2 separate regions of the Drosophila melanogaster genome follow, and region 2 is linked to region 1. A link is a contact called in public Hi-C data. All regions are on one chromosome and are shown on one strand. The core of a region is the stretch at or near the end of the contact, and the rest is flanking DNA. Distances in the headings are between cores, read along the strand shown.

The links. Hi-C and Micro-C count contacts between places; a contact is called where the count stands out from the background.
Region 2: a Hi-C map of the Kc167 cell line shows a contact between it and region 1, with 2.5 times the contacts expected there. The contact joins the promoter of Pbp95 here to the promoter of CG9727 in region 1. A contact is called at or near these places in 11 of 107 Hi-C or Micro-C datasets (the D17-c3 cell line, the Kc167 cell line, the S2 cell line and 3 more).

What each region holds. Positions count from the first base shown.
Region 1 is chr3R:6,454,354-6,459,824 of dm6, reverse strand. It overlaps CG9727, which reads left to right and starts at 3,149. Exons shown (of 5, transcript NM_001275389.1): 1 at 3,149-3,227; 2 at 3,318-4,567; 3 at 4,631-4,873; 4 at 5,086-5,471. The coding sequence starts at 3,804. Zif (Zinc-finger protein) reads right to left here and starts at 2,737. Exons shown (of 5, transcript NM_001275390.1): 1 at 2,669-2,737; 2 at 2,395-2,608; 3 at 1,716-2,332; 4 at 1,524-1,658; 5 at 1,003-1,422. The coding sequence starts at 2,538. The coding sequence ends at 1,152.
Region 2 is chr3R:8,011,090-8,016,560 of dm6, reverse strand. It overlaps Pbp95 (PSEA-binding protein 95kD), which reads right to left and starts at 2,770. Exons shown (of 3, transcript NM_141503.4): 1 at 2,262-2,770; 2 at 1,595-2,150; 3 at 1-1,534. The coding sequence starts at 2,723. The coding sequence ends at 387. It overlaps CG10435, which reads left to right and starts at 3,360. Exons shown (of 3, transcript NM_141502.3): 1 at 3,360-4,430; 2 at 4,844-5,266; 3 at 5,327-5,471. The coding sequence starts at 3,492. The coding sequence ends at 5,452. CG2747 reads left to right here. Exons shown (of 7, transcript NM_169205.3): 7 at 1-351.

The sequences.
Region 1 (5,471 bases), core at 1,900-4,399:
AAAGTCAGGGCCAGGTCAAGGACGGAGGTGAGCTCCTGAAAAGGGTTTTTTTTTTTTTTGGCTGGTGCGGGGGAAATAAATTTGCAATTGATAGCCTGGACTGGCTCGTAATCAGTTTAAAAGGGCCGAATCTCAATTTGGCAATTGAGTTTGGATGGCTGCGGCTGTGGCTCGACGTTCACACCCATAATCCAATCGTTTGAAGCGCTTTTATGGATTCGACATGTCAAATCGCGTGCAAATTTGTTAGAATTGGTTTTCCCAAGCTTCCACATTCCGCAATCTCGCCACTAGGAAAAATATCATAGCAGCTTCAAAAGGAAAAATATTGGATACCATTTTGAATTTTAGAAATTTGTCATGATTATAAATATCACAGAAAATAAGTTTTAAACTCCTTTTCTAAACCAAATTTTGGAATAAATAATATGACTAGCGCCTTGGTTACCTATTTTGAATTATTGTACCCAGCTTTGCTTGCAGTGTATCACCACCCGTAATCAAATACAAAGCCCCAGGGGCCGAAAGGCTTTACCAGTCCATAAGAACATTTTTTGTTTCCGCTAAAATGATGATATGATACACGGGGGAGTTCAAAAAAGGAGACAAGCGGCCAATGAAAAAAAAAAACGCATTCAAGTCATGTAATTTCGGAACTTCCTTTGATATTGTACATTTGTTGGTGCTTTGCATGCGCTAGGTGCAAATTGGGTTTTTTCCAATTTCATTTTATATACCCACGGCGTCATGAAGCCACCCATATTTATTGCATAATTTTCAGCATAGCTTCCCGCGCACACACATTGCGAACATTGATTGTGGAAATAACTACGGCCAGTTGTGACTTTTACCAACTAGCGTACAACTAGATTGCCAGATTTTCTCGGGCGTGTTACATTTCAAATTGTATTGTATTGTATTGTATGTATTCAAATTATCAAATAAATTAATTTTATGAACCAAATTCCACATGCTGCTAAAACATCACATACGTTTGATATTCTATTTTTAACAAAAATAACCTTTATTTACGTATGAAGTTCATTCTTACAACTATGAATACGCTATCCGTTAGCGTTTAAGCTAGTATTACTGATTATAAGGGATTATATCTGGAAATAAGACAGTATACTCTACTGAATTTGATTGCGTCAGTGAGCTTGAATTCGGATCTCGTTCCCGCCCCCCTGCTCGGCCACCATTTCCACCTTCATGCTCTCGGCCAGCATTACGGCGTTCTGGTGCAGTTTGGTCTCCTCGTGCTGGCGCATGTGATGCAGCAGACGGAAGTCCTTGTTGCAATAATCGCAGCGGTACAGTTTGATGTCCGAGTGGATGAGCTCGTGCTTGGTCAGGGAGTGAGCGTAGGCAAACGCTTTGTCGCACACCTTGCACACGTAGGGCTTGATGCCACGGTGAACACTGATCGGAAAAAGAAAAGTTAGTTATCTCTGTCCCGAACTAGGAATATATTTAAATGGCCCATTTTGAGGCCTCTCCGTGAGAATAACATTTCTACTCACTTTTCATGAGACTTGAGAACACTTTCGTAGAAGAATTGACGACTGCAGAAGCTGCACTTATAGGGTTTGCTGCCCGTGTGGGAGTACATGTGCTTCCTCAGTTGCTCGCGCACCTGGAACTTGGCATCGCATAGTCTGTGAAGGCGGGATTAGGGTTATCGCTTTAATATGAAATTTACCGACTCGACTTACTCGCATGCATATTGGCAGATGCCGTCATGGCGTCTGCGATGCTCCATCATCCGGCCGCGCTTTTCGTAAAAGTTTCCGCAGACGTCGCAGATATAGCCACCCTTCTCAGTGCCGTCCGATGTTGTTAGGGAGTTTAATCCGCGACGAACCCGGCCGCGCCGCGCCTTCAGGCTTGCCTTGGCCGCCTCCTGCAGCGCCAACTGCTGCGATGGTGTCTCTTCGTACTGCTTCTCAGACTCCAGGACGATCTCGGTCTGATCGGAGTTCATCTCGATGGTGTAGTTGTCCTCCAAGTACTCGATGGTGTCGCCAATGCACTCCTGCTGATCGCTGGTGTCCACTTCCAAGTACTCCTCGTGCCCCTTTTCTTCCTGGTGCTCCTCTTCCCCGGTGGTGGTCTCCTCCAGGATGTACATCTCCTCGTCGCATTGCTGCTGCGAGCCGTCCTCCTCCTTGATCATCATCACATCTGATTCGTCCAGCAAGCCCAGTTCCCGGCAGTACTCCTCAATCTCCATCTGCTTGCGCAGCGCCTTCTCGCGAAACTGGTAGGCCATGTTGAGTTCGACCTTGCAGGACTTGCAGATGCCATCGGGTATGTGTTCTCTGTCGTTCAGCTGCATGAGGGATGGATGGATGAATGGTCAGTTCGCATTGCCAGCTCTAGCGATTCACTTACATTGCTGTATGAGACTCCCAAAAGTTGAATCAACATCTCGTTCGGCGATTCCTCGCCTTCCTCGCGGATCTCGTCTAGGCGCTGCAGTCGCTCACTCTGCGCCAGGCAGACCCGGCACGTCTGTGGGGTAAGCTCGACGCGCATTCTGGAATCCTGCTCGAAATTTAATTTAAAGAACCGCTCGCGTAGTATTGTAGTGTTAAAATTTGTGTTGCTAAAGTGTTGTGTAAAGCGACTGAAAAAAGAAACGAAAAGACATCGCCATTTTCCTTACCAGGGCTGCATAGCATCGGCGAACACGATGTGGTTCATTTTGCTGGTTCCGGGAAGCGGATTTTTGGTTAAATATCTGATAAACATGTTTGCTGCTTGTGACAATACATTGGAAATATTTGTTCCTTTAACCATGGCTAAACGATATGATATGATAACTGAAAGTATTCCCCAGTGTGCCTATAAACACAAACAACTTGTAAAATGAGAAAGAAAATATTAATACTTCAAATATTCAAATATTATGAAAACAATTATATATATATTTATATATTTCTTTCATATTTACGTATATTTAGATAGAGTAAAGAATTCAATCATAAAAATACCAACGTCTTACATTAAATATTATTTAAAAAAAGGCCTAATGCGCTTAAATTTGCCTTATCAATAGAAAATATTATGTCCAATACTGACAATACATCTCACCAAAGATTTAATTTAGCTAGGAACCAGTTCTCTATGGCTCATTTTTTTGACCAGTGGCGATAACGATGACAGCAAGATCACTAAAAGACTAGCGTTGCATGTTTATCATATACAAGCTAACATTGCGTAAGGTGAATCTGCAAATTATATACAAATTATTAGTAATTTACTCATTTATTTATGCGAAATCGCAAATACAACACCGTGTTTACATCCGAAAGCTCTGGCAAAAAAAGCACATTTCTTAATGCAGCCGTCTGGCAACGCCACATATTTTTCGAGACGCAGAACGCAAGATATTTTCTTATCTCTCGTTAAAAAATGGATTATTTCGGTTCAATCGGTGCGTATCTGGGAAAATCGCATGCTCGTTGGCAGTAAAGAACGCCACGCACTTTCACGTCCCACGCCCAGCGCACTCCCGCCTGACGGGAAAATGGGAAAGCAACTATATCTGGCATCCGTATCTTCGTCCGTCGCAGCCGTCAAAATGTTCGTCGCGCCAGTTATCGACTCGGCAATCTCCATCTCCTAAGGCACACACACACTCAATAGAACGCAGTCCAGCACTCACACAGGCAGCCACCTACGTAACCTGGCAGCGGAAGCGCCCTTAATCTTGGCCAGAAACCACAGCAGGCAGAAAACAACGAGGGAGCAGCAGCAGGCGGAGGGAAACGGAGGCGCCGCTAGCACTAGCACCTAACATGTCCGAGAAGCACGGCCAGCTGGGTGCGCAGTGGACGAAATCAGCGGCGCCAGCAGCAACAACAGCACCAGTCTCCAATTCCATTCCCATACCTCAACCGATCCCTGTGGCACTACCCCTCCAGAAACCCAACGCCAATCCCTATGGGAACTGCAGCCTACAGCCCGCGGATATAGTCTACAGCGCAACCAGATTTCAAGGACCTGCTATCCATGCAAAGGGCTCTCCTTTGACCATTACGCCCGTGGGCCCTGTCGGCGGAGCACCTGCCTCTGCCCAGATCTCGCCCACGAGTCACACCCATGTACCTGTACCTGTAGCCACGCCCAGCGGCTTTGTGCCGCCTCCGTTTTCCAATGCCACCAGCGCCAGTGGAGGTGTCTCCACTTCCGTACTTACTCCGAATCCCTTTGCCACGGCGAGTGCAAATGCTGCTGGCCTGGCCTTTGCCAATGCCTTCAGCTTTAGCACAGCCCAGCAACTGGGTCTGGGCAAGATCATGCACGCTATGGGCGGAGCTACTGCGGGAGTGCCATCGGCGCCAGTACCAGTCACCACGACTCCAGCGACAGCTGCTCCTTCGACCCCAACAATAGCTGGTCCACGGCATCCGAACGAGGGCGTTCCAGCGGCCAGTGGAGTGATAAACTCCACCATTGCTGAAAACGTAATGAATGCTTTGAGCAACTCCAACTCAGCGGGATCAGTTCCCAGTGAGGAGAAGATGAGAAGGGTGCTGCAGGTGATTGAGACCAGCTTGGAGTAAGTGTTGTTTGAAGAATCCTATGTTTATCCTTGCTAATTTGTGTGCGTCTTCCCGTTCAGCGACAATGCGAAGCTGCAGATTTCACAGATTCTAGAGCGTGTCTCGGGACTAAAGCCCATTGAGAAGCTATTCCTCTATCTTCGTTTGCCTGGCGAATGCGCAGACACCGATCCGTTGAGGCAGCCACAAAATCCACTAGGAACGCGCTCGGAGATTAACCATACCATTAATTGGGTGCGTTCCCATCTGGAGCACGATGCACAGGTCTCCATACCAAAACAGGATGTGTACAATGATTACATGTGAGTTCTTTTCATTCTTATTCAAAGCATTATTGAAACTAAGACGGTAACAGTGAAAATGTATTTCATTCATTTTTCGCTTGAGAAGTCTAAATATGTATTGTATATACAAAAATGCTGCAAATCAGTTGAATAATCATACTATTACTAGCATTTTTTTTTTAGCATAGCCCTAAAATTAATAATTGGTTTATTTCACCATTCATTTATAGAGCTTATTGCGAACGCCTCAGCATCAAACCTCTGTCCACAGCAGACTTCGGCAAGGTGATGAAGCAGGTATTTCCGGGCGTTCGTCCTCGGAGATTAGGGACGCGTGGAAACTCTCGCTATTGTTATGCGGCAATGCGGAAAACCACCAAGCTGACGCCCCCGCAACTGCCGCAGCTGTGCAAGACGGAGCAGATCGTAGCGGGTGATTCCAATTCGGACCCGAGTCAGCTAACTAGTGCCTCCAGTTTGGGTGGCTTACCATCGACAGGAGGTGACTCTGAGTGCTGGGATGTGGTGCGCAGTTGGGCAGAAAAATTGCTAAACACTAAGCTAGAGAGCGTTGCGGATCTAAGCTCCCGTATCAAGAGCAACAATGCAACAGTTT
Region 2 (5,471 bases), core at 1,521-4,020, 1.6 Mb before region 1:
AATAAGGTTTAGACAATTTTGCTCTAATAACTAAATATCCGGGATAAAAGTTTTGAAAGGATTGTAAAACGGCAACTAAAATATACATTAGTTTTTTTGACTGCTTGTGTATTAAATTGTTTCGTTTTGCAGGGCGTTTTGCTATAAATATACCTTTTTTCAAACCTAAGCAATATTTTTAAACTACAATCAGAAAAATGAGCCACCCTAATGCACATCGGTCCGGCATTTGATTTTGCTGTATGTGAAATACGTTAAAAGTACCTACAAGTTTATAAATTATTTGTTAGCCATTGTAATGAACTATTATATAACGCGATATGAAGTAAAAAATATAAACTTTTAAAGCTTAAATTAATCAATATTACATATTTACTTATTAGTTCCTATGGAACTGTATATTCCATTTCCAATTCCTGCTTGACTGTATTAATCACTTCATTCTCGCTAAGCGGCTCGGATTTTAGATCATTCTGTGGTGCCGGCTCTGGATCGATTAATTCAACATGTGTACCCATTTTTGCATAATCGTGTTTGGGGCGTGGTAAAGAAACTAATGCTGATGGTAAGTCCGTAAAGAGTTGTGATTCCAAGCGGCTGAGAAGAGTGGTACGATAGAAAAGAGCTTGCAACCGCTTGCGGAAAAGCTGGATGGGTGGTAAAGATTCATTGTATTCGAAGCTACGTGTTTCCGTATCCTTGCGACAATCTCCGGAAAGAATGCATAAGGCTCGAAACCCCATCATAGTTGACCAGTTGGGTGGCAAAAGTGGGCTCTTCATATCACCTTCCTCGTCCGGAAGGTTTCGGATCATGCTGTTGTAGCACTTAAGCACATCATTTGGCATAAATATGTTTTGTAAGAGCGAGGGTCGAATTGGTGGCTTATATGCAAGAGCTCTGATCACGTAGGCAAGGTTATAAACGTCTTTTGGAACTGGAAAAGTTTTTGGAGTGCTCAGCGTCAGATTATAACTAAACTTAAAGAAGTTGCAGAACTCTATATCAACTTTCGAAAGTCTTGAGAAACTCTCTGCCTGTCGCTCGATCCTAGCCTTTTTCGATTTGGGACCGCGCACCCGAGTTCCTTTCGGGGGGTTATCATTAACTAATGACTCTGGGTCCTCTTGCCACTCTTGCAAACGCTGCGCCCAGTTATCAGAGTTAACCAAGGACACCTTCTTCGATCGGCGGCGTGGCAGGTCTTCCACTTTTGCATTGGGATTTTGTTCAAGGAATTTCTTGATGACTAGGAAGCGGGTTCGACAGCTGGTCCGCGTGTGATTGCCCAAGAACGTGGCACAGTTAAGCCACTGGGAAGCCCCGTATTGCGTTACGAAGCTCATCAGCCGTGTGTCGTCCTGAACGGACCAGGAGTCGGTCTTGTTGCGTTGTGCCAGTACATTGTGGTAGCGAGTTCGGAGTTGGGTTAACGACCGGTTTGGGAAAAGAGAACGCGGAAAACAGTGAAACTTTCCATTGTACTCTTCAACGGCGGCGAACAGCATCATGTCCTCCTTGGTAGTGAAGGGTTCTGCAGTTTCAAAGGAGCGAAATAATAAATTAAAAATTATTCAATATATTGGGTACCTACCGTGACTGATGCTAGGATGCAACACGTAGTAGTAACGACCAATCAGCGTTGATTTGGACTTGTCCGGGAAGTATTCCACGACTTTTTTCCAGTTTATTACACTGTTTGCCGTATTCCTATCAACGATCGCCCTTAGTTTATCGTTGTCCTCTTCGCTCCAGCGGTGGCTGTTCTTTGGCTCCAGCAGAAAACGTAGGGCGGTATGAAAGCGTACGAAGCACTGATAGTCGGAACGTCGGTCTAGCGACGCGGCTATCAACTCCCAGTTCTGCATCCTGTTCGCAGTGGCCACCGCCAGTAAAGTTTCGTCCTCCTCGGGTGACCAATCGTCTCGCCTGAGATCTGGTGTTAAGTAGACCCTCCACATTGCCTCACAGCTATATGGTGAGTGCCGATATTCCAAGTCCAGGGTGCTGATCTGGTTCCAGTCGATGCTGAAGCTACTATCCGCAGTTGCCAGCAGACTTACCAGTGTACTTAAGTGTCGCTCGATTGGCTTGCGCTTCAGGCTTCCGCTGGGCAGCGCATTCGTACTGTGGGCCCTATGCTCCAGTAACTGAGAATTGAGTTTTTTATAAAACAGAATATTAGTATTGCTATTTAACTTTTCATTGCTATTAAATGGGTATTTGGCAATCAATCTGAACCACTCGAAGGGTCCACTCACCTGTTGTTTTATACCCATTATCACATTCTTTTTGTCTAGCAATGTCCATACATGTCTGGAGTGCATGTCAAAGTCGGTGGGAAACATCTCCGTGTGGCACCGCGCCTCGTAATCCTCGTTGTTAGGACAGCTTCGACCATCGATGTCTCGGAAAAACAGGTTGCCCTTGAAGCGAAACGTGCCCTTCCGCAGGATCGCCCCGCTAAGATTGAGGGAATTCGGGCCGAAATGGGAACGAGGTCGCAGCCGGCGCACCAGGATGTCCTCGTTCCGAGAGAAGCGGGCCCTTACTACTTGTAACATGGCCAGAATTTTGGTCCGGACTTGCATGAGCCGGCGCTGGAGCTCCTGATTCAGCTGCAGTGCGTTGGCGGCGCTCGGCTTCGCTGTGTTCTGCAAGAGGGCCGAAATCTCGTCCATAAGCTGCTGCTGGTTTATGCGCAGATCATCGGCATCGTCCATTGCTCAGGTTGTTTTGTTTACATTGCCTTTGACTTTAGCGATGAACTATTCCCGGCATCAACTATCGATAAAATGGTTGCAATGGTCGAACTGCATTAAGCAAATTAATACCCTGCAAATAAAGTAACATTGAACATTACATAGGAAATTGCTGTATTATTGGACTAAGACCTATTAAAGAATAGATAGAGATAAAATAGATATCATAACTGCCATTTTTCGTCCTTATTTATTCCCAGAAACTTTGGTTTTATCTAGTGGAAAGAACATGATTTCAATAAACTCAGTTGTAAAAGCGCGGGATTATTTTAAACAAAAGTTTGGTCAAAAATAGTTTTTTAGAATAAAGATCTTAAAACTATCCGCCATGCACTAAATAATGATACCCTTGGTAACAAAAAATATTTAGTATGTCAAAATGTTTTGTAATTTTAATTTTTTTATGTTGTATAACGTGATCTGTAGAAACTATTAATGTATTCCGATTTTTGTTAAGCCTTTCATACGCCCTCAAATTGGCGAAAATTTGGGTAGATTTAATATCAGCTGTTGTCAAACTCGCAACCAAGCCTGAGTACACCTAATTAGGTGAGCATCTCAAGGAAAAACGATATTCAACACTAGTCGAAATTGGCGAATCAGCAGTGACCGATGACAATACCAATCGCCTATCGCTGCTGCTCGAGAAACAACAAAAGAGAACAGAGAAAAAAAAACGCGTAGTAGCAACTTAATTAACAAAATTCGTGGTGAATGCGCTAGCATAACATGGAAGATGTCCCGGTCAAGATAGTCGAGCGCTACAAACCACCGCCTGCCGTGTACCACCTGCCGCAGGCGACCCTCAATCGCCTGTCGCAATTCCGAGAAGGTTTCTACACGGATCATCCGGATTACCAGTATGACTGTCAGCTGGAGAGGGCCGTGCTGAGTCAGGCGCAACGATGGCGCCACCTGCGTCGCCAGCAGCGCGAGGAGCGAGCCAGTCGCCAGGAGCGTCGCAAGGAGGAACGCCAACGGGCGCTGGAGGCGAGACAGAAGGAGATGCTTGGAGCAGTTGATTATCCTAGTGCGGACGACTTGTCATCGGATGAGGACGAGAAGGAGCGAAAGAAGAACGAGCCCGAGCAGAGGGACGAGGAACAGCAACAGCAGCCACCACCTCCAATCACCGCTGAGTCACGCGACTCTTCCCACGAACCAAAGTCAATAAGTGTGTGTAATTTTCACAATATCTTGCAGCCCACCATTCTGAGCACCACTCCAGTGGTCAGTCCGCAGACGCTGCACAAGCGTAACAGCTCCCTAAACTACGCAGACTTTGAGTACAATATGAACTCCACACCTTTCGACAATATCGAGCTGAAGACCATCAACGATCTAGACATACTAGCTCAGGTTCTGCACCAGACACAGCTGGAGAAGCGCATAGATCAACAGCAGCAGGATCAGCAGCAGCAGGAGCCGCCGCATGAGGATCATTCCAAGGAGGAGCAATCTGGCAATGAAGTGCCAGCTCCGGTGGAGCTAGCAATGACTACGCTGGCGGAGACCAAAGCGACGCTCGACAGCGTCAATTTCCATGTTCACTGTGATGATAATGCGGACAGGGGCGAGCCAAGCCACATTCCAACCACGGCTCAATACCTAACGCCCATGTACAGCGCTTCCGCCCAGCAGCCGTTGCATAAACCGGAACACTTTCAGGTGGGACACTTTTAACTAGTTAAAGAGCCTTAATAATATGTTAACTTGATTCTTTTGAATGTCACACTATCCTTGTATTCTCAAAATCCAATCCTCATTACTCATTAAATTGTAATAAAAGAGGAAATTGTTCATTCACTCACAGTATACCATTTAATCGGGATGATTTCTGAGCATTTGCAGGTAGATTACCTAAAAATAAATAACTCATCACAAGTCGAGGGTGGGGCTATTGCTCAAACTAATTAGTACCACAATTGAGGGTGTAATATATTTTGACTGAGCTTGAGTACGATCTTAGCATGGTCTTATAAACCAAGTATTAGTCCGATACCCAATATTTTATTTCAATCGAAAATAAGTTTTTTTCAGACGCTCCGATTTAAAATATGGGCTAATTATTATTTTCGCAGGTGTACCACATGCAGGGCTACAGTCACCAGCCCTTCTACCCTCCGCAGCAGCATTCTTTCCAACAGTTTAGCAACTACCAAGTCAATGGATTCGGGACTCAAAACCTTTTGAAGGCTCCTCCAGCGCCTTCCTCCGTGCATGCGCTCAGCCAGTCGGAGGACGAGGTAGCCACGAAGTCAAGGAGTGTGCCTGACATCCTGCGGGAGCTGAAGACGGAGCTGCAGCAGGCGGAGAAGCGTCGTACCCGCCTGCACAGTCACAACGCGGAGCAGCAGCCAACGGTGGAGTTGGCAGTGGACAGAAACTCCTTTAGGGAGCTGGCTGGTCCGGCACAGAAGTTGGCCCAACGTATCAGTACTATGGGTTTCCCTCTGGAACGGGTGGCAAAGGTGGTTAGTCTATGCGGTATCGACGATAAGAAGGTAAGTCAGTTTCGAAAACTTTTGCAAAATGCATTATTCCGATCTGGGACGTCTTTTCAGATTATCGAACACCTTATTCCACTGGGAGAACTTCTGGACCTCGGTTTTGACGAATCGAAAATCTCGGCGGCGCTACTCAAGTTCAACAATAATAAGGACAAGGCGCTGGACTATCTAATCAACTAGTATAATTTAGTGGAAACCT